Regions from separate parts of the Mus musculus genome. Here all the other regions are linked to region 1. Evidence: chromatin contacts called from public Hi-C, HiCAR-type, HiChIP or PLAC-seq and promoter capture Hi-C data. All regions are on one chromosome and are shown on one strand. Each heading gives the region's core, a stretch centred on a gene start, on an enhancer-like site or on the middle of the called end of the contact. The rest is flanking DNA. Distances are from core to core; before and after follow the strand shown. Region 1 holds the start of Ptprt (protein tyrosine phosphatase, receptor type, T). Region 2 overlaps Chd6 (chromodomain helicase DNA binding protein 6). Region 3 has its middle 30 kb from the start of Chd6. Region 4 has its middle 110 kb from the start of Gm35374. Region 5 overlaps Ptprt (protein tyrosine phosphatase, receptor type, T).

Region 1 (4,239 bases), core at 514-3,013:
CATAAGTCATACCCGGGTCCCCAGGACTGCCTCAAGCACCCTCCTGCCAGCTTCCTGACACAGCACACCTAACGCAGACCCCAAAGCGAGGGAAACAAGAGCCTTGAAGCATCTTCAGAATGATGTTGCGGCCGTCTCTTTTCTCCCCCTCTTGTCCCAGCCTTTCAGCTTCAGACACCTCAAAAAGAGTGGCCTCCTTGCTCAACTTCGCTGGCACGAAAACAAGCTGTTCCTTCCCATACATCCTGTGTCCAGTTTCCATTTTAACATCAAGTCAGGGAAGAAAACCTAAGACATTTCTAACGGAATGTCACTCCGGCGGTTCTTCCTCTCAAAAGCAGCCTGTTTAGAGACTTCCATCAGGCTCACTGCCTTTCTTTCCCTTTCTTCCTCCCCTGATTTCTTATGTGAGCACAGCTGTTGCTTAGCAATCCAAAAAGAACCCTTTCCTAAGTTCCGCTGACATGCCTCAACGTGCCCCCCGCCCCCGACCCCGACCAGCGACAGCAGCTCAGTGTGGTCACTCCTAAACCAAAGGTGCTAAGAAACTTCGAGGTGATTTTGAACTTGGAGGTATCCCTCCCCACCTCTCCTTCCCTCTTTAAGGGACTCACGGAAGGAAGCCCTACCAGTGGGGTTTTAGTGATGAGAGAGACCCTCGGTAGTGGTCTCTTCAGCTCAGTCGCCACTAAGAAGACACTAGACACACTCTGGGGAACTAGCTACCTGCCCATGGGCAAGCCGAAAGACGAGTGTCCCGAAGTTTTCAGAAGCCCACTAGCTCACTGATCAAAGCCACTGCACTTAAAGGGCCTTAGCAGGGTACCCATTACTCTGGACAGAGCCACGAGGTGAGGTGAGGGTTTAGCCGAGTGGGTCATTCACAAGAACACTCCCATGGGAAGTCCCAGCTGCTAAGGGCTCGCTAAGGGGAGCGGCGTGTTTAGAACAACACTGGATGATCTTCAGTGTCTCCCAGGAGAAAGGAAAAGCCACCGCCCTGGCAGCCTGGGCCTGCTAGGGACCTGTGCTCCCCACTCCAAGAGCGCGCAGCCCAGGAAGCTGCCCGGGTGACAGTGCTCCGCGCCGGGCGAGAAGCGGCGCCTCCTCCCTCCACCCCGAAACACTCGAGTGACAGGTTCCGACAAGTGGGAGGCAGCAAGTGGAAATATTCGCAACAGCCGCGCAAAGTTACTCCCGCCCGGGGGTGGGGGGGAAGCGGCAGGAAAGTAAGGCGACGAGGGGCCAGGGGGGGACCTGGAGCGGGACTGGGCACGCCTGGACACAGCAGCTGCGTCCGGAGGTTGGGACGGGACTCCCACCGGGCCCCGGCATCCCCTGGCCACGGGACCCAACTTTCTCCTCCCAGGGCTGGGGAGAGCGAAGGGGCCCGGGGAGCCCGGCGGGCGCACTCACCTGCGGCGCTCTGCGCTCCGGCGCCGGGCAACGGCGGCCGCTGCAGCCCCAGGAGCAGGAGCCGGAGCAGGCAGAGGGCGAGCCCGCCAAGGCTCCCCATCCGGGCGGCAAGCGGCTCAGCCCCTTCCCGAGGGCGCCGGGGCCGGGACTCGGGCGGGCGCGGGGCGGCCCCGCATCGCCAGCGCGGCTGCAGGCAGTGCGCGCCGCTGGGCTCCCGGGGCTGGCTCCTCTCCGGCTGCGGGAGCCGGCGCCGCTGCGCTCCGAGCCCAGGCGCGGCGCGAACTGAGGCGCGAGGCTGGGCGGGGGCGGGACGCGGGGGCCGGGGGGCGGTGTCCCCAGAGTCCTAACGCCGCCGCCGTCGCCGCCGCCCGCCCGGGCGCTCCGCCTCGGCCACGCACACACACCCTCGCGCGCACGCCCGCCCGCGCCTGGCACACGCCCGCGGCTGCCACTCGCGGGCTCCCCCACGCACCCTCTCCCGGGCTGGCCGGCTCGGGGCCGCTCGCGCACTCAAGCGCGTACACACATCGCTCTTGCACACACAGGATCTGCGGGGTATTCGCCTCTTCGCCCCGCGCCACACCACCCAGCTGAGCATCGCTTTCAGGCTACCCTGCGGGGGCGCAGGTACGAGGCGATGGGGGGAGGAGAGAAACCTGGAACAGCCTTTGAAGTAAGGGTGGGAGAACAGGTGACTGGGGGGGGGGGGGGCAGTGCGAGCAGGCAGGGGGAGGGAGAGGCCCGATCAACTCCGGACGCTACAGGGCTGTGAATTGCGGGAGGGGGATGCTTCGCAAAGCTGGGGACAGCTGTTGAAGGGTCTCCTGCACACCCTAAAATTCTCTCGTATATTCATATTCTCCCTTTCTCTTTCTTTCTCTCTCCCTTTCCCTCCCTCTTTCCTCATCCCCTATCATCTAGTCAGCAGTCCAGCACAGCCGACCTTAATCACAACACATCTCTTTCTCTTGTCCCTAACCCCGCCCTACACACACAGGTGTGGGAATCTCTCCCCCTTCTCTAGCTGCCTCCCCTGTTCTCCCTTTCAGAGAGAAATGGAGCTTTCCCCCTTTTGCTTCCTGGTCTGAACAAAGACCTGGCTGGGGCTGAAGGCCTAAAGACATAGATCACTGGGCAGTGCCTGCCACAGCCCACAGGCCTGCCACCAGGGGAGGGATGTGAGCCTTGTATATAAAGGCCTTCGATAAGGACACCCAAAGATGCTGAAGGGATTCCTACTTTGTAAACACTTTACTGCCTGCCCAAAGCCCTCCTTCGGTTTAACAAAGTGTTTCCCCCTCCCCATTCCACTCCCTTGTTGGAGTCCCAAAGGACTGAACCGGACAGACAGACCATTAGGAGTCATATGGAAGTCAAACACAGCCAGCATCTCCAAAAGTGGGGCACCAGGGGCTCTGGGTTGGAGTTGCTTTGGCAGAGCCTCACTGGTACCCCAGCTCTGCCGAGGTGGACGTTTTTTATTGAACACCAGCCCATTTATTTCTCTCAGCCCACACTTGTAATTCCAGGCAAATGCTTCCACCTGGCTCTGAACGACCTCCCTCCACCTCCACAGCCTCCACTTTTCTCAAGATAAACACAGGGGCCAGCCCATTGCATGGCCAAGCACCTCCCACACTTCCCTGGTCAAAGCACTCTCCCAGGGGAGAGGACCCCTCCCCCCCCCAAAAAAAAGAAAACCCTGCTGCTTAGCCCTCACTCCAGGGAATAGGGTTTGTGCTCTGGGGGGTTTTGGGGGGGGGGGGAGTGGCGGGAGCCTGGGAGTTAGACCTCTTGCAAGCTACCTTGCAGGTCCTTAAATTTTTTACTAATATTGACAGTGCACTTGACTGGGCAGTCATAGCCTTGGCTGTTCTCTGGTGACACAGGATGATTGCCCCCCTGGGAACAATAGGAATAGAAGATCCCTTCAGCTCAGAGCTAAACTGCCCAACTGTTTGATCCAGCCCATGTCTATCCAGGCCTAGCCTTAAGTTAATGAGTTAGAGTGCAGCCTCTAAGAAGAAACATGACTCCAGCCCACAGCTGTGATTGTCCTGGCTGATGGGAGACTGGGGGGGGGGGGGGGGGGGGCTCTGACCCAGGAGAGGAATAGGAGGTCTCTAAGCCACTAAGTAGTTTGGTGTAACTTGTCAGGGTTCCCCTGAGTGCCTGCCAATCCGTCCCCTCTCTCAGGCATTCTAAGGATAAAATAGCGGTTCTCGGGACATCTTCTGGGCTCTCACCATCCCTCAGCTCCTGAGCCCATGCTACAGGATGTTATTTATCACTGTAGCCAAAACTCCAAAATCCGAATGGGGATCGCATGGCCCCAAGGAAAGTCATCTTGTTTCTTGGTGAGCGACTAGCAGAATGTGACCTGATCACAGCAGCAGGTCTTGCTTGCCCAGCTGCAGGGTCTCAAACCAGCACCCTCTTGGGTTTGGTCTGGAGCTGTAGTTCCCAGGCCCTGTGCTCCACCTACTGACTGGTAAGCTTTGGCATCTGGCCTCACTGTCACACTGCACCAGACCAGCTCCCTCTGCCTGGAAGGGCCATCTCACATCCCTTCCCGGGTAAACTCACTTAAGTTTCTCTTTGAGGCATTTGGTCAGCAAACCTGTTGTCCTGGTCCCCTAGGTGCATCACCTAGGAGATGCTATCTCTCCACTTGTCTGTCCTAGGAGACAGTTCCCACAATGCATCTGGACGCTTCACCCAGGGCTGAGGGCAGAGGAGCTTTAAGGAAGGAGGAGGGTGGGTCCCACAAGATCAGTAATGCCCTAAAGATCTTCTCAGAACCAGCTAAAACCACCCTCTCAG
Region 2 (4,239 bases), core at 1,041-3,540, 1.6 Mb before region 1:
AGAGTTCTGTCTGCTCGTACCACTGACTCCTGGGGCTGTGTCCTCTGCTTCTGTGCCACTGCTGTCTACGTGTCCTTGCTTTCTGATCCAGGGTGTCCTATGCAATACACTTTAGACAAGTTAACATTTAAACTCTGTTGTTGCTGTAGTTTATTTCATTTGTTTTTTTGGAGACAGGGTTTCTATGTGTAGCCATGACTGTCATGTAACTCACTCTGTAACCAGGCTGGCTTCAAACTCAACAGATCAGCTTCCCAAGTGCTGGGACTAAAGACATGTGTCACTACTGCCTGGCTTAAATTCTTTTAAATACAAACTGAATACAAAGAAATTACATGGCCAGGAAGTAAAATAGGGTTCATTTTTGGTTGACTGCTAACAGGACATAAAGAACACAAACACACCATATGAAGAATGCTAAATATTAGGAACATAGACTAAAAAGGACCACTGGAATCTGAAGAAGGTTAGCAATTCTTGGAATTTCCTAAAAGCAAAGTGTTTTTGAAGTGTGATTTTGGAAATCAGAATTAGAAAATAATTAGAAATTAGATAATACCACCTGCCATCAATGCCAGAAGTTATGTAAATAAGGTATACAGCTTGGGCCAGCACAGGTATAGTCAAGTCAGGCCTAGGGGTTGGGTTAATGGCAAAGGCAAACAGCCCCATGAAGGCAAGGGCAAGGAGGAAAGCACACACCTGGCCTTCTTGGACTTTGTCCTGGATCCATAATCAGTGCAGCTTCTCTTCTCTTTACCTTCCTTGGTACCGGAGGCCTCCCGGTGCTTCCGGGGCTTCTTGACACCGTCTTTCTGCTTTGTCTCCTTGGGCTCCTTGGCTCTCTTCGGCTCCTTGGCCCTTCTGGGTTCTTTTGGCTCTTTAGGTTCTCGCTTCCTCTTTGGCTTAGGCTCTCTGTCCTTGCTTCCCTTTGTCCCCTCTTGCTCCCCTGGCTCCTTTTTCTTCCGTTTCTTCTTTACTCCAGTACCTCTGCCTCCACTATCCTCCATCCCATTATGGGATGTCAATTTCCTAGAAAAAAGGGTGTCAGCTTCCTCTTCAGTAGTATAGAGGTTCTTATGGGGCAGACAATGATTGGCAGCTTCTTCAATGTTCTCTCCCTGATCAGGACTGCAATCGAATGGTGACGGAGATTTGTAGTCAAAGTTAACAGAGGCATCCGACATTGGGGAGTGATTCAAAGCTCTTAACTTGGACAACTGTGAAAGAGAAAGCAAGCACATTACTCTCTCACTGCTCCACACAAAGTGTGCGATTAGGTTTGAAGACATAGATTTAGTCAGTAAGAAGTGAGTATCTGAGTTGCTACTAAGTGTTAGTTCCAGTACACTAGGCCTTGGGATACAGTAGCAAGCAGGACACAGCCATCTGTGGCCTTATGCCGCAGGATCATGGTGCTGATAATATGTCACAAGTTAGCCCATGAGCCGGTAAGATGGCTTATTACAGGCAAAGATGTTCCTGTTCAATTTAGGATCCATGTTCAATCCCCAGAATACTTGTAAAGGTGAAAAGACTTTATAAAAGGTGAAAACCAATTGCCCTGCAACCTCTGCACACTCACCATGGCATGCACACCTACACAAACAGATCACACACACAAATTCTTATTTTAATACATAATTAGTATATAAAAATCAGGTCAGAGCACAACTTGTGGGAGTACGGATCCTGGGCACTGACTTGTCAGTGTTGGTAGTTTGCTTTTGACAATAAGTAAAACTAGGCCTGTTCAGCATGCTATTGAATGCTACTTGACTCAGTCCCAAATACCTCTGGCCACTTGCAAAAATCAAACTACCCAAATAGAAGGAAACTTTCCTGTGACAGATGCCAGAAGCGTGTCACAGGAGCTGAGGTAGCACCAGAAAGGGAACTTCAAAGCCATTTCTGAGTACAATCAAATATAAGCAGTCTCTCAGTGAACAATTCTAAGGAAACAATTCTTTAGAGGTAGACGTTTCATCTCATACTTTCAGTCTGGTAAGCCAAAAAGTACCTGCCATTTCATAAGCAAGATAAGTTGGCAATGGTTGGATAATAATGTGGGTGCTAGCTCCAGGGACACATTCATTCCTTAATCTAGAACAGAGAATGGCCCAGGGGAGCCCAGGAGAGCCAGCTTTCCAGGAAGATGGTAAAACTGCATTCTGGTCATAGTTTAGAAACAGCACCATTTGTGAGTGCTTGCTCTCCTATTAAAAGGCCTGGCAAGTTATAAACCACAAATACTTGCCCAGGTGGTGTGGCTTCCCTCCAGTGTGCTGGTTCCCCAAGCTGTACCCACACTTCCTGGCCCACGCTGGGAAAAAAACATTGTAAATTCGGCCTCATGTCACCCTGTCTGCTTTTTCTGGTGCCCTTTCTCAGTCTGAGGCTCACAGCATAGCACTTGAGATTACTGGGGGAAAACACCAAAGAAAGGAAAGGTTTTTCTTTTGGATCTTTACAGTAAGTGAAGTTCTGCTAATAAACTAACCTAAATCCTGTGGGCAACAGCTGCTCTTACAACACTCAGTGCTTTCAGAAAGGAAGGAATTATGCCATGTGCTTGTCCTGGGAGTATTAATGAAGTCCATGCCCTAGACACCTGGACCTTAGAGATCAAGTTTTCTTAGTGTGCAACAATGGGTAAACTAGGATTGTTAAGTATTCAACCCTAACAGAACATCTATATCACCTCCTGTGGGGCTTGGGAAAGAGCTCAGAAAAGGGAGTAGGAACAATTTAAGAGTTGAAGGATGGAGAAGAATAACACAAAACAACAATCTTCTGGACATGACACAGTTGCTGCACCCATGAATTCACAGCAGTGTTAGCTACCTGCCTGAATAAGCCCTACCCCTACCCCAGGAGCTGTAGGAAAACAGTTACTGATTGCTGGAGGGAAGGGGAGTCTTAAGTGGTACAGTCACTAGTGCGTTGCCTTTGTTCAAGTAAATAAATTCCTGTCTGTACTCATTCGGGCAATCCTAACCTAAAAGAAGAAAATAAAAACATAGTGAACATAGGAGGAGGACTTTAGAAGAAAATTTGATGGGATGGGGAAGGGATAAGAGAATAATGGAGAAGACTTTGATCAAAAATCATTATGTGTGAAAATAAAAAATATTTTTTAAGTGGAAGAAATTGAGAAGTAATTTGCTTATTAAAGAGGCTTTCAAGGCCTAAAAGACTAAATCCCACCAAGATAGCTTGTTCTAGGTCAGAGTGAGGCTGCCATGACGGGGTCTCTTTACTCACGCAGAAAACTTTTCAAAGATGGAGGTAGGCAGTAGCAGAGAGAATCAAATCCAGAGAAAATATCTACAGCAGCTGCTAATGTCCAGGGCACAAGGTCTTAACAGAAATACTAGGATGACATAAGGCACAGGGCCTGACCTCTAACCTCTACAACCATCTAACAAGGTCAGTGTGAAGGTGCCCAGTCTATAGAGGGAGAAGTGGAAGTGGAGATTGTAAGGAATGTGCCCTGACCATACAGCTAGTAAGTGGAGGACTGTGGATGTGAAATCTGACAAACACTGATGTGTATTTTCATGACTTCCCAGGGAGCCATAAGAGGTTATTAGGTCACCAGCCCAGCCAGGTGAGACTTGATTAAACATATTAAATATGAGTATATACACTGCTTTATTAAATATGAGTATATACACTGCTTTATTAAATATGAGTATATACACTGCTTTGGGAAAGGTCAGGTCGTCTTTACTAAGCTAAATATACACCTACCTGCAAAGTTTCACTACCAGGAATCATAGATAATTATTCAGGAACAACCCCCCCCCCCAACCCACCCCTACACACCCTAATTTTACAGATGAGAGATAAAACAACTTGCCAAGGCTAAGCTCCTCAAGCGACAGGGCTGGTGCTTTCCAAAGGGGGAAGAGCACAATTATTTGATGTTGAAAGGGGAAGTGGCAAGTATTAGTAAAATAATTTTTAATTTAAATGTTGGGGTTGTTAAGACAAGGAAGCATTTTTTGTTTTTGTTTTTTGAGACAGGGTTTCTCTGTGTAGCCCTGGCTGTCCTGGAACTCACTTTGTAGACCAGGCTGGCCTCCAACTCAGAAATCTGCCTGCCTCTGCCTCCCAGTGTTGGGATTAAAGGTGTGCGCCACCACGCCCGGTTTATGGAAGTATTTTTTATGTTAGGAACTTGGAAAAGATTCCTGAGCAGGAAAAAAAATTGACACAAAAACATTTCTTTTATGT
Region 3 (4,239 bases), core at 953-3,452, 1.5 Mb before region 1:
GCCTGGCAAGAAGCTGAGACTTGCTGAGAGCTGAAGTTTAGGGTGAGAGAAGATAACAGGATGACCAGAGGGAGAGGCCAAGAGACAGAAGTGCAGGCAGAGAAGACCTAACTCATGAACAAGGTGGGGTTACAAACAATGTCCATTTAGCAGGAGGCTACACACACAGTGCCCTGGGAACACAACACTTCCTGTTCGCTCACAGCAGCTGAGCTGTAGGAAGAGGCCCAGCTTCTGTCTCTCTGGCTCTGCCTCCAAGCAGTTGACATGCCGATGTGGATGGGCAGAGGGCCAGGATGCTATCCAGAGTGATAGAAGAATCTTTTTCTTAGATTAGATTAGTTTTGAAACTCATTTTCCCATGTGGCTGAGAAGGGAAATGGACGGGGTGGTTGAGCTACTAGTCCATTGAGAGAGGCCAAAGGTGGGTGGTAAAGTCAAAATCCAGAAGGGAGCTTAGAATCTCCCTTCTGCTCTGTACAGTGTCTCTTGCTTTTGCCCCTTTGCACTATAGGAGGGGGTTGTGGGAATGGGTTTCCTGGCAAGGGCTAGGAAGCAGAAGGGATGTTGTATATATGTGTAAAAAAATAAAATAAAATAAATAGAACTATGTGAAATGGTGCACATGTGTGGCATTGAAAGGGTAGAAGCAAGGACATAAGACATTTAAGACCAGCCCTAGGTACATAGCAAGTTCAAGGCCAACCTGTGCTATAGTAGACATGCCTCCAAATAATGAAATAATAAAATAAAAGTAAGACAAAAATGTCTCTTCCATAACCCTTTCCATTAACCTTGCATATACCAGGCAGAGTCCTACCAGGAAAACAGCTCCTCTTGAATCATTTAAGACAGAGGGATTTATTGAAGACCATATACAGATGATAATAAGACTGGTTAGCCAAATGGGAGAGTGAAACAACATCCAGAAGCTACTGCTGTCATCTCAACGCTGGAGAGACAGGAGGTTGTCTTACTAAAACTCAGGGTTCGGGGTCACTATGGGAAGCTAGGACCATGGCAATCAGGTTTAATGGGAGCTGGAGTCTGGAGCTGCTACTGAAGATATGTGTGTATATATACATATATGTGTGTGTGTGTGTGTGTGTGTGTATGTAATATGCATTACATAGATACATATACACATATACATATAATATGCTTTTATGTGTATAACATATATAATATATTTATATGTAAGCACATAGCATATATTATATAATTTATGAATTATGTAATATATACTACATACCATATAATATGTATGATACACACACACACACACACACACACACACACACACACATATATATATATATATATATATATATATATATATATATATTTATTCTATTAACCAGAAGGACAATTGTCTAACATACAACAAGCACTGGGCTCAATCCCTTGTGCCGCATATACTAGGTATATTAGCATGCTCCTGTAGAAGCAATACGTTTTAGATAATCTTCAGCTACAAAGTAAGATTGAGGCTAGCCTCGGATGAATGAGACCCAGCAGGGGGAGGGGGAAAGAACCACTCTGGTGGATCCCCCATCTCCTTCCAGCCTTACCAGGCTCCACCTCCCCACAGTCTAGCTGACAGAAGAGCCTGAGAGGAGCCTGCAGAGTCAGCCTGATGGTCTTGCAGAGTCTCAGAGAAGGGGAAGGAAGGAGCATGGTCATGCAGACTCTGAAGAGTGCGTGTTCCATCTCTTAGATTCCATTTCCTCAAGCATTAGTGTTTAGAATGAAATGAAATGAATATTCCAATAACTAGTGCCACACAGGCATAAAGGGCCAAATATAGGCAGTCTTTCAGTTATTTATTTCAGTTATTTATTAAACACAGATACTATCATACAAGGAAGTAGACTCGGACAGAAAAGAATTCTAATTATTAACCATGCTCTGCACAAAAGCAACAAACCGTTTATTTGCTCTGTATGTTTGTACCTCTCTCTTAGAATCAAATTTGTAGGGAAAAGGGACGCAGTGTGAGCACCCTCCCCCAACAGCAAGGACAATAACAAAAGAAATGTCCAATATCCCCACATATCCAGGGCTGAGAGAAAAGAAAAATCTGAGAAGGTACGATGTGTCAAGTCAGGAACACAAATTACTGAGTTCCTGCTGAGGCTCCTGCCTTCTCGGCATTATGTCTCCAGTGTTGCTGACTGTAAGACAGCCTGGCCTCACATCAGAGTACCATGAAGTGGGAGTGTCGTGAGACACAGTGACAGCAACTCCGTGATAAGCCAGGCTTCTTTTTCTTCTATGTTGTGTCTAGATAGAGTTTGCTACACAGTTCACTTTGATTTACATTTGCTGTTTCTACTGTAGATGTGATGCAAAGATCACAGGAGCACCCCTTTGCATCAGCCTGCGCTGTCTTAAACCTGCATTCCAGACTTCTGCTCTGGCTTACATAACTCCGAGGAGGCGGTTCTGGTGCGGCAGCCAGCCTCAGTCCCCAGCTGTGCTGGCTAGCCTTTCTTAGGCATGAATAAGTGGGGACCCTAGAAAGAGAAGGACAGGACCTTAGGATAGGGAACAGAGTATGTCCTTGATAGAGGCTATTGCATAAATATCTAAAGGCAAAGACACTGCAGGTAGTGTCTGGATTCACAGTCAAGGACACTGTTGGCAGCCAGCATACTGGCGTCAAGTCTCCCTCTCCAATGGCACAGACCCTGGCTTTCCTCTCAGAAGGTAGGTCAAATCTCTACCTGTTAGCCATCTGAGTGTAAGTCAGCTCCCTGGTTCTAGGGACGAGGCAATAAACAAAGCAATAAACCTGGTCCACCTCTTTCCCAAAGCACAGATACTGTCATGCCTGTTCCCCATTTAAGATACGTCAATGGTATTCCATTGGCCCAGAATGAAATCCCCAACTCCCTAGCATGCTAATTCCACTCCACTCTGCCTTTTGCCTATCTCCATGGCCACAGAGAATTAATTTCAGTGATCCAAGCGGGATGAGCATACGTCCCATAAATCAGAACTTGCTAACCCTTCTCCTGTTTTGACTAATAGTTACTTACCCATCAGGTGTTGCCTGGTGCTTATCTAACACAGTTGCCAACTAAGATGAGTCAAGACCTGACAGAAAGTTGGAAGGTACCCAGGATTCCCCAGACCTGAAACCTGCCTGTCACCATCATCTCGACTGCTCTCTTCTGCCCAAGACTTGGATGGGGATATGTCGAGAGGGGAATGGATACTCTTGCTTTCTCTGCCCTTCTGGCCCTTGGTTGTACAAGATGGAGCAACGTGGGGAGATTTCTTTGGCCTGGGCTAAAGGGAGACATAGCTTATCTCAGAAAAGGATATTTGTCATTTAGGAGTCCTACACATTTGAGCACCAATTCCATTTGCAGGGAAAGGGTACCAAACATGAAGAGGGACTGCATCCAGCATCATGGTGTTGATAGAGATGACCTGCCTATGCTAAGATCTTGCCTGGCCTCTCTGAGGTCAGTTTATCTTCTAATCACTTCTTTGAGCTATGTAATGGTCTTTCAACAAATCCCTTTCACTTTAGAATCACTGTTGGAAGCTGGAAGCCTGGATAGTAGTACAATATCCTTTCTTCCCCAACCTCTGCCATGAGACCCATTCCCACACTTTAGTGGCTCCAAGAGCAGAAGGGAGATTCTAAGTTCCCTTCTGGATTTTGACTTTATCATCCATCTTTGGCCTCTTTCAGTGGATAGGTAGCTCAACCACTTAGCCTATTTCCCTTCTCAGTCACGTGGGAAAGTGAGAGTTTCAAAATTAATATAATCAAAGAAAGAGATTCTCCCATCACTCTGGATAGCATCCTGGCCCTCTGCCCATCCACATCGGCATGTCAACTGCTTGGAGGTAGAGCCAGAGAGACAGAAGCTGGGCCTCTTCCTGGCCCAGCTCCTGTGAGCGAACAGGAAGTGTTGTGTTCCCAGGGCACTGTGTGTGTAGCCTCCTGCTAAATGGACATTGTTTGTAACCCCACCTTGCTCATGAGTTAGGTCTTCTCTGCCTGCACTTTTCTGTCTTTTGGCCTCTCTCTCTGGTCATCCTGTTATCTTCTCTCACCCTAAACTTCAGCTCTCAGCAAGTCTTAGCTTTTTGCCAGGCTCCTTCTGATGGGATGACTCTACTACCTTGTGGGCTTCTGCTTGCTACATTTCTCTGTGCTTCTCTCTATACTCAAGCCATTCTCCCGTCTTTCTGATTCAATCTCTCAAACGTCTCAAAGGA
Region 4 (4,239 bases), core at 685-3,184, 1.2 Mb before region 1:
CTTTGCTGAAACTACAGAAGACTGGTCGCAAGATAAACATTTTAGGAGACAACATACTTTTCACAAGTCCCACCACTATCCCACTGGGGTTTTGAGACTCTCCATTTGGGATTTCCGAGCTGAGGAGAAACCCAGAAGGAACCAGGATAATCTCATCCTAAAGAAAAGGAAGGGAAGGAAGGCTCACTCTCAGAGAACAGTCAGAATCCATGTGCAAGTTGACAAGGGCATAGCAGAAGACAGGTTGGTGCTCCCTGTGTGGTGCTCCTTCTAGGTCCTCATTACAACTCCGACTCCTCAATGTCCTCCACCAGCCTGCACTCAGGCAGACTCACGTTGTAGGTCCACCTGGAATGGATGGCTTGCCATTTGCAGGCCCTCTGTGTATTATGTTTCCTGTACCCGCTCACTAACCGCTCTGAGAACTCCAAGGGTGTTTAATGAACACCCTGAATAACCTTTTCTCACTGCCACTGTGTGGGTCTCAGCCATGTCCCTTTGCCACTTCTGCATCTCAGCAGCTGTCCTATGAGCAGGAGAGAAATCTCCCCTCTCATTGACCTGTGGAAGATGCAGCTTCTGTTTCCTGGGACACCTGATCTCCTTCAGAGGACTGGTATCATTTACAAACACCCACTGTCATCCAAGTGGGAGCTTTCAGTTCTATGGAGATGTAACAGGCACTCTCCTTTACCAGCCTGACCAGATTTAGAAGAGACTGAGGTACGACTTCTGTGTGTGTCTGTGGGAGTGTTTCTGGATGTCTAAGGGAGAAAGACTGTCCTGAGTGTGGGTGGCTCTTTCCCTGGGACAGGGTCCTGCATGGAATTAAAGGTCAAAGTTAGAGATCCCCCTTTCTCCTTCCCTGTCCTGATATGAAATTGCTGCTCCATCTGCCTTTCCATAGTAGACCACACCTTCTGAAATGTGAGCTAAAGCATTCCTCTTTAGTTGTTTGTCTGACAGTTTGTGATAAAAAGGAACTCATATGCCATATTTTCTGATTCGAATACTGACTGTCTGATTGCCTTAGGTCACAAATCTGGGGAGGGGAGGGCTCAGCTTTGATCTAAAGAAGCCTTTCTGTGATCTGTACTTTCAATGGCTCTGAGCTCTGTACACTGTTGAACAGTCTCCCTTATTAAACATGGAGTCTTGGTGGTGTACATCTCATCTAAATTTTGTGTAAGGATGCTCTCGTGTGTGTGTGTGTGTGTGTGTGTGTGTGTGTGTGTGTACGTGTGTCACATGTTCCTGTGTGAGCAAGCTTGGGGGTCATTCCTTAGCTGCTTTTTACTGTTTTGTTTTTGAGACAGGGTCTTTCATACTCCCCCCTCCGCCCCAGGTCTTCCAATTCAGCTTAAACAACTGAGCCCCATGGACCAGTCTGTCTGTCTGTCTCTCCAGTGTTGGGGTAACTGGCACACACCATCATTCCTGGCTTTTGTTTTATTTATTTATTTATTTATTTAGCTAGTTAGTTAGTTAGTTTTTTTTCAAGACAGGGTTTCTCTGTGTAGCCCTGGCTGTCCTGGACCTCGGCTTCGAACTCAGAAATCTGCCTCTGCCTCCCAAGCGCTGGGATTAAAGGCGTGTGCCACCACTGTCCAGCTCATTCCTGGCTTTTTTTTTTTTTTTTTTTTTTTTGGCGTAGGTATTAGGCATCAAGCTCTAGCCCTTACACTTACAGGCAAGCCCGCTACCAACTAGATATTTTCTTAGTTGACTTTTTTCATCTTCAACACAATGTGCTCTCTGGCTCACAGCATCTCTGTGAATATCTTTTTTTTTTTTTTTTTGAAGGAATATGTCTATTTCTAGTTGTAAGTTGAAGTTAGTTGTCTAGTTAATCACACAGAGAGACATTTAGGGGGCAGAGACTGGAGCCCCAGGTGGAGCAGATGATGTTCACAGTCCTGAATCACAGAGGAGAGTGTGTGGGCTGAGCGGTGATGCTGTGCTTAGAGCAAGACCTACTGTGTCCGTGATTGAGTCACTGTGCCCCTGAGAGAGACCTGCCAGTTATTACTGACACACCAAAAGCAGGGCTTTGAGCTGTGGGTGATCCAAAAACACAAATTTATGAAGATAGCCCTCCCTATTGAGAAGCGCCAGCTCAACTAGGCGGAGAAAAGCCCTCATCAATGCCACCTGGCGAGGAGTAAATGGAGAACGATAGCTCGCCTGGCTGCTGCAAATGCACCGCACAGGAGAGGCTCTGAAATTATTTACAAGAAGCTGAGAAATGCGCTGATCCTATCTCTGCGTGGACAGAGACTGGGCACAACCAGCCCTGCTTGTCACTTGTGGATCTTAAGTGGGCGGGGTCTGAGCGCCGGAGAGATGGAGTGGGAGGGGGATTGATTCAGGTTCCTGCAAGCAGAGATGCCTAGATGCAAAACTGGAAGTAGAAATCTGTTGGGATGGTAACCTCAGTAGCACCTTAGGGAAATGGTAAATGAAAATAGGGAGGAAAACGATTGCGAGAATTCACCCCTGCCTTGCTCTGAAGGGTCTGACTCTCAGTGTGTCGCCGTCCCACACTTCTTCAGTGGATTTTTGTGGTCCTCAGCCTTCTAAACCTAGCCACGCCCCCCTGGGCGGGTAGATTGTGAGGGCAGAGGCTCGCAGCAGTCAAGGTCGCTGTCCGACCCTTTGAGGACTGGTTCTAAATGTACTATTGAATTTAGGGGACAGAGGAGAAGGAAGCAGGAGATGAAGTGCCCCTTGATTCCTGAGGGTTTCCATGCAGGCCTGTGACCGACTGGTTCATGTGTATAAACTAAACTAAAGTATGTTTTTATCAGAATGAAGAGTCAGAGTTTTTCTCACGTAGAGAGTTGCTTTCCTCTCCAGTGACCTAGCGCAGGACGTTTCTGGGAGGTCACATGACCTCTGGCACCAACAGCTCTTTCAGACAAAGCCCCCAGATTGTTTGGCTCCTGGTGGATATGTTTGATCTGGGATTTCCCTGAGGCCTGGTTTCATTTGCCAGCTGGACAGATTACATTGATTGACATGTGTGTGTGTGTTTCAAGTCTTTTTTTAAGTAATGCAAATCTGCCTGGACTCCTGATGTTGTCTGTGGTTTGCCCCTGAACATCTGGGATAATGCACCCTGGTGGACATGGGAGGGTGGGCAGATACCAGACCTGGCACAGATGGTCTCCTAAGGGGCTCTGAGCATGGCAGGCTAAAGCTTGTGGATGCATAGCTAGCCACTCTGGATCCACCAGGCTGGGACCCTTGTCTTCTGCGTGAACACTTACACTGCCAGCTCTGTCCTCTTCTAAGCAGAGGACAGATGGTGTCCTTCCATGAGAAGAAGAGGTCTCAGGACCACAGAGTGGTTGACAAGGCAGATGATCTTGGGTGATCTGTGACCCTTGCGCACCCTGGCTGTAGCCCAGAATTAGTGACTCTCTTTTCTTAAGTTTGAAGTTTGAAGCCTCTGGAGTTCTGAATGGCTTGTTCCCTTACCCACAAGCCCTCTTCCCTCTTCTCTCTCACACCATTTTGTAGTTGTTTGTTGACCAAGATGGCAGATGTAGACATTTTTAAAAACCAAGAATCCTCAGCCCTAAGTAGGATATCTGTATCATACCCTGCTCCCAAGGACCATCTCAGAAGAGGGAGTAGAGAGATTAAGAGGCAGAGGCAGTGGATGGCGAGATCACTGAAACAGTGCTTTCCAGGCATAACAGAGTAGTTGTACACAGGAGCTCACAGAGGCTATGACAGGTCCCAAGACCAAGTCAGACAAAGATCCCAGCACGGGGTGCAGTGCTTATGGAGTCTTCATGTCTAGCTGAGAAGCTACTGCCAGGCAGCTGCTGGGAGAGGGACAGGCACTTTCCTTTAAGGATGAGCCCCACCCCCACTCTTAGAGGCTACCCATGATCCAGTAGATGTCCCTAAACCCAGGAACATGTGGGCAGTGCTAAGTACACTTGGTAGGAAAAAAAATTAAAGAACACATGAAGTTGGGAGGGACTGGTGGTGAGAGACAGGGGGATTGGAAGGAAGATAATGCAAAGCAGACTTGATTACACCACATTATATACATGTGTAAAATTCTCAAAACAATAAACATTTTTAAAGAAAAAAAAAACAAATCCCACCAAGACAAATCAAATACCAATACCAAAGTAAAGCAAGAGGGCTGACTCATCCTTGTGCACCCTCCACATCCCTTGCCAGGGCATAGGTTGAGAACAAGAGGTGAGTTTTCAAATGAGA
Region 5 (4,239 bases), core at 1,093-3,592, 1.1 Mb before region 1:
ACAGACACAGAGCAAATAGCAAATAAGCAAGCTATGACAAACTAACCAGAAAGACACAGAGTGTGGGTTATATGTACCATAGAGCAACTCAGTTGCCTAGATTTGAATTTTGGGCTCTGTCCCAAGGCTGGGTCATTTAGGTTAACTTAATTAATTTCTTTGGGTCTCAGATATTGTTATAAAAAGGCTATCAGACGATTTAAAGTATATTAAAATATTTAAAAAGTTAATATGCAACAGTTCCTATAATACGTATTGGATACAATTCTAAGATTTCACATTGTGTTTTTGATTTTATAATTGTATTTCTCATTTGGCAAACATTTATTGAGACCTCTTTGATGATTAACAATGCATATTGAACGTTTAGAGATCTCTTGGCAGATGAGTCCTACCTTGTTAGGAGAAACTGAGTCCTCTCCCAAGAACAAAGCAATGGGAAGGTATATCTGTTACTCCAAGTCAAGATGGACAGGGCTATGATGGCTAGATAGAAGAATTAGATTCTGAACACTTTGAGTAGGTTTGGAAAGAGAAAATGATGAGGTTTCTTATGTCTACACTCTTCTGTAAGCTATGTTATCAGGTGTTCTCACAGTCCTTCAATCCCCCTATCTGGGCCATAGCATCAACTTTCCATGTTCTCCAAGAACCCATTTTTTTTTTATTTTTGAATCTCATCTGCTTTCAGCAATAGTGGACTTCTCAGTATACACCCAAGGGTGTTGGGTCTTTGAGTCTATACTGACTCTACTCTGCTTGCACAATAATTTTTTATTGCTCCACATTACACCAACCACACATCTCATCCTCATCTTGAATTTTTTTTCCGTCTGTCTCTCTGTATTTATTCTCTCAATGCACACATCCTGTGTTCTAGCCTCACTACCCAGGACTTCAGACATGACCTCTTCTGTGATACAGAGGGAACTCCTTCATCATGATGCTCCTTTCTCATGAGAGACTCCACTGGACTTCATATATGACCAGCAAATACAGGGATATGAGCAGAACTAAGAGTTTTTGCATTCGTCTTCTCCTCAGTCATGAGACATGCCACTCAGAGCTGGGTGCAGCTTTCTGCAAAGGTTGGTCAGTCGAATGCATGCCTAAGTCTGCTTTTGCATTGGCAAAGGCCTTGGAGGAGACTAACATTTGAAAGAATCAAATATACTTGAAGGTTAATGGTAAAAAAAAAAAATGGGCAAGAAATTCACACATCAATTGTGAGGTTGAGCTGCTGAGGCTCGCTACTTTTGCTTTTGTTTGTTTGCATACTCATTTCAGATTCAACCAGCAAGCATCACAGGAACACTTTCTACTAGACACAGTGCTGGAAGCGCAAGTGAACCAGACAGACATGAGCCCTCCTTTGGAGCAGCTCACAGACACCTACAAACTGGGATGTGAACTTCCGAGGGAAGGTGTGGGGCTCTGGAGAGTACCCATGGGAACTGACTCAGCCATGAAGTCAGAAAGCTGTTCCCTGAGGTGGTGATGGTTTAGTTAACTTCCAGTTTTGGCCTTTTGACATTCCTGAATTCCCACTTTGAGCCTTTAGCAGTCTGCCTAACCTGACGTATAGCTCCTCTTCAGAAGCAGTAGGGACATTTGACTAGAAGACTTAGCACCTGGCCACTTTGCCTGTTCCCATGTAATAAAGTGTTTCTCTCTAATTCTTGGGCTTGGGCTTTGGCTTTACTTCCATTCACTGTCTGAGACAGCACTTATCTGATCTCTGCTTCTTTCCCCTACTCCCAGTTTGCTTTTCATGCTTCCTGTTTGTGTATGCATGTGTTTGTATGTGTGTACAAGTGTGTGGAGGCACATGCAGACATGCGTGAAAATGTGCATAGGCCAGAGGTTGATGTCAGAGGTTTTTATCAATCACTCTTCTCAGTGAACCTGGAGATGGCTCACTTGGTTGGCCCAGGAATCTCCATGGAACCGTCCATCTCTATTCCTCCGCTCCCGCCCCCGCCCCTGGTGCTGGGATTATTAGCAGTGTTGCCAAGCATGCATGGCCTTTTCTGTGAATGCTAGGGATTAACCTAAGGATCTCATGGCAAGCACTTAACCAGCGGAACCATCTCTCTAGCCTGCTTGGCTTTCTTTTCTTCAAAACATGAATCACCAGATGGCTTATTCATTTACACCCTTGTCTGTCTCCTCCCATCTTAGGGTTGTTCAACAGTACAGGGCAGGGCTCAACCTGACTTGCTCCAGGCTATGCTCTCAAGCACTGAAAAGTTTGTCCTGGCTGCCAACCCTGCTAAACCCCACTGAAAGCATGTGTGCCACGTGCCGGTCCTCATGCTGCATCTAAGCAAAACGACTTTCTCTGGACTCCAGAAACCCACAAAGTCCCCAGAGGGGAAAAATTCAAACCACGAGATTCCTCAGCCAAGGAGATAAAAGGAAATGTATTGCTCAAATGGGTCTCCTCTGGGGATTTGCCAAGAACGAGTGCAGAAAACTTCCTAACCTTAAAAGAACTTTCAGTTCATTTAAGTCCCACCTACACAGCACACAGAGCGACTGCAAACCAGCACTGGGCCTGCCTCCATCTGTCTGTGAACAATCGGAAGGAGGTTTGCATCCAAAACACATTTATCTCACTCTGCACTCCTCCGGCATCTGTTACTTACTGTGGACCCAGCTATGATATTTATTTCCAGGCTGGTAATTTATAACAGAATCAAGTGGCCAATACATTTTCCGGTATGCAAACAAACAAGCCAGTGGGCTGGTTTTAGACAGCAGCCAGCATAGCACAGCCTCCAGAGGCTCGGTCAGGGTTGGCCTCATCCAGCTCATTATCCAAAAAGAGTCATTTTAATAAATTGTCAAGATTCAATTGTGGAAAAGGGACTCTCGCTCAAATAGCCAGCTCTTGTCTTTGAGCTGGTGTGAAGATCAGGGTAAAGCAACGAAGACTAGATAGTTCATACCCTCCCGCCCCCCACCTCACCTCTGTTGGTTATCAGGCATCCCCAGGAGATCACAGGAATATAATTCTACTGGAATTTCAGGTAGGCTCACAGTTAATGAGATTTTCCTTTTCCTGCCCCATATTGGTAACATCATAAGAGGGCACTTGAGTTCTATACCTTTTTGTCCCCACACTTCCCTTGTTCTACTTTCCATCCTCTGCTCTGTGCCACAGGAGGTAACCATGTTGGAGATTGTTTCCAATGCTATGAACTAATCTGGCCCCAATATCAGGAATAAATGTTTCCAAATGCTGAAGGTCCTTGTCTCCAGTTGGCTTTTGATAAACCAATAAAGAACCAATAGTTAATGGCTGGGCCAATGGACTGAGGTGGGACCTTTTGAGGGCTAGGAGCTGGGAGAAAGGAAGGAGAGAATCACCATGACTCAGGTTGGGATTGGAGGGGGAGAAGAATGGGACATAAAATCTGCAGGAGAGAAAGCCAATCAATAATGTAAGAATTCGAGTAAGTAATTGAGCCTGGGGTAGCAGATGAAGGTTTAAGTGGGCCCAGCCTTTAAGCTAGTCATGACATATCATCAATTAACTGGCATGTGTGTGTGTGTGTGTGTGTGTGTGTGTGTGTGTGTGTGTGTGTCTTTCATTTGCAAATCCAGATAGCTCCTGGGCAGGTGTACACATGTAACCTGCTGGGAGCCAAAGCAGTTTAGTCAAATGACCATATTAATTGCAATGTAGGTTCCCATATCTTCTGGGTTCTATAGGGTATTTTCTAACCAAGAGAGTAAGCAAAAGCTTAGAGGCCAGTTGGAGGCTGGGGCATACACCCTTTTGGTTTCTTCTTTGCCATGTCGGCAAGGGTTGATTTCTCCTTGGCAAGAACAAGACAGCCTGATCCTTACAGTATCCTTACAGATCTATCCCATTTATAGCCACTCTCTTATCTAGCTACAGAACTCCTGAGATCTCTGCCATCTCTAGCCTCAAGATGCCCCACACAGTCCAGCTGGTTAATCTGCTTTGGTACTATTCTGGCTCTTAGTAAATGTTCCCTGATTGATACATGTGAGCCAGCTTATTTTCTCTTGGAAACCTGGTAAAGTACTTTATAGTAGTTACCACATACTTGCAGGCTGGCATTTTTTTTATTGCATCATGCAGCTATCAGAGTGAATAAATACTTTACTCATAGTCACAAAGTTAGTCATCAGAAAGGCCTGTATTCAACAGGCTCAACAAGGATGGGATTCATGACTATAGTCTCATTAGTCCTTGATGCTAACCAC

Evidence for each region. Promoter capture Hi-C pulls out the DNA fragments that hold promoters and counts their contacts. Hi-C and Micro-C count contacts between places; a contact is called where the count stands out from the background. HiCAR-type assays count read pairs that join an accessible place to other places. HiChIP or PLAC-seq counts read pairs in DNA pulled down with a chosen protein or histone mark.
Region 2: a contact with region 1 is called in a HiCAR-type map of astrocytes, with 6 times the contacts expected there. The contact joins the enhancer-like site here to the promoter of Ptprt in region 1. A contact is called at or near these places in 8 of 39 promoter capture datasets (the 3T3-L1 cell line, the C10 cell line, frontonasal cranial neural crest and 3 more), 2 of 115 datasets of contacts at active chromatin or transcription factors (astrocytes and stem cell-derived neural progenitor cells) and 1 of 9 other capture datasets (embryonic stem cells).
Region 3: a contact with region 1 is called in a promoter capture Hi-C map of hippocampal neurons, with 7 times the contacts expected there. The contact joins the enhancer-like site here to the promoter of Ptprt in region 1. A contact is called at or near these places in 6 of 39 promoter capture datasets (the C10 cell line, HPC-7-derived erythroid cells, hippocampal neurons and 2 more) and 3 of 115 datasets of contacts at active chromatin or transcription factors (embryonic forebrain, forebrain and stem cell-derived neural progenitor cells).
Region 4: an H3K4me3 HiChIP or PLAC-seq map of forebrain shows a contact between it and region 1, with 42 times the contacts expected there. The contact joins the enhancer-like site here to the promoter of Ptprt in region 1. A contact is called at or near these places in 14 of 39 promoter capture datasets (the 3T3-L1 cell line, 3T3-L1-derived adipocytes, the C10 cell line and 10 more), 3 of 484 Hi-C or Micro-C datasets (the HPC-7 cell line, brain and embryonic fibroblasts), 4 of 115 datasets of contacts at active chromatin or transcription factors (embryonic forebrain, embryonic stem cells, forebrain and 1 more) and 1 of 9 other capture datasets (liver).
Region 5: a contact with region 1 is called in a Hi-C map of cortical neurons. The contact joins the enhancer-like site here to the promoter of Ptprt in region 1. A contact is called at or near these places in 6 of 39 promoter capture datasets (the 3T3-L1 cell line, hippocampal neurons, liver and 2 more), 2 of 484 Hi-C or Micro-C datasets (cerebral cortex and cortical neurons) and 4 of 115 datasets of contacts at active chromatin or transcription factors (acute myeloid leukemia, embryonic forebrain, embryonic hindbrain and 1 more).

What each region holds. Positions count from the first base shown.
Region 1 is chr2:162,659,384-162,663,622 of GRCm38.p6, forward strand. It overlaps Ptprt (protein tyrosine phosphatase, receptor type, T), which reads right to left and starts at 1,764. Exons shown (of 31, transcript NM_001291150.1): 1 at 1,417-1,764. The coding sequence starts at 1,516. 9430021M05Rik (RIKEN cDNA 9430021M05 gene) reads left to right here and starts at 1,780. Exons shown (of 4, transcript NR_033569.1): 1 at 1,780-2,043; 2 at 2,338-2,413.
Region 2 is chr2:161,051,686-161,055,924 of GRCm38.p6, forward strand. Chd6 (chromodomain helicase DNA binding protein 6) reads right to left here. Exons shown (of 37, transcript NM_173368.3): 3 at 703-1,220. Among named protein-coding and RNA genes, the nearest start is that of Chd6, 55 kb to the right of the region's middle. Within about 2 kb of position 2,291, at least 24 of the 459 cell types and tissues checked have an H3K27ac peak or open chromatin away from gene starts, as enhancers often do. A contact at or near this core is called in astrocytes, where this site is marked.
Region 3 is chr2:161,136,964-161,141,202 of GRCm38.p6, forward strand. No RefSeq gene overlaps it. Among named protein-coding and RNA genes, the nearest start is that of Chd6, 30 kb to the left of the region's middle. Within about 2 kb of position 2,203, at least 19 of the 459 cell types and tissues checked have an H3K27ac peak or open chromatin away from gene starts, as enhancers often do. A contact at or near this core is called in hippocampal neurons, where this site is marked.
Region 4 is chr2:161,496,682-161,500,920 of GRCm38.p6, forward strand. No RefSeq gene overlaps it. Among named protein-coding and RNA genes, the nearest start is that of Gm35374, 110 kb to the left of the region's middle. Within about 2 kb of position 1,935, at least 19 of the 459 cell types and tissues checked have an H3K27ac peak or open chromatin away from gene starts, as enhancers often do. A contact at or near this core is called in brain, forebrain and second pharyngeal arch cranial neural crest, where this site is marked.
Region 5 is chr2:161,568,234-161,572,472 of GRCm38.p6, forward strand. All of the region lies in intron 19 of Ptprt (protein tyrosine phosphatase, receptor type, T), which reads right to left. Among named protein-coding and RNA genes, the nearest start is that of Gm35374, 180 kb to the left of the region's middle. Within about 2 kb of position 2,343, at least 31 of the 459 cell types and tissues checked have an H3K27ac peak or open chromatin away from gene starts, as enhancers often do. A contact at or near this core is called in cortical neurons, where this site is marked.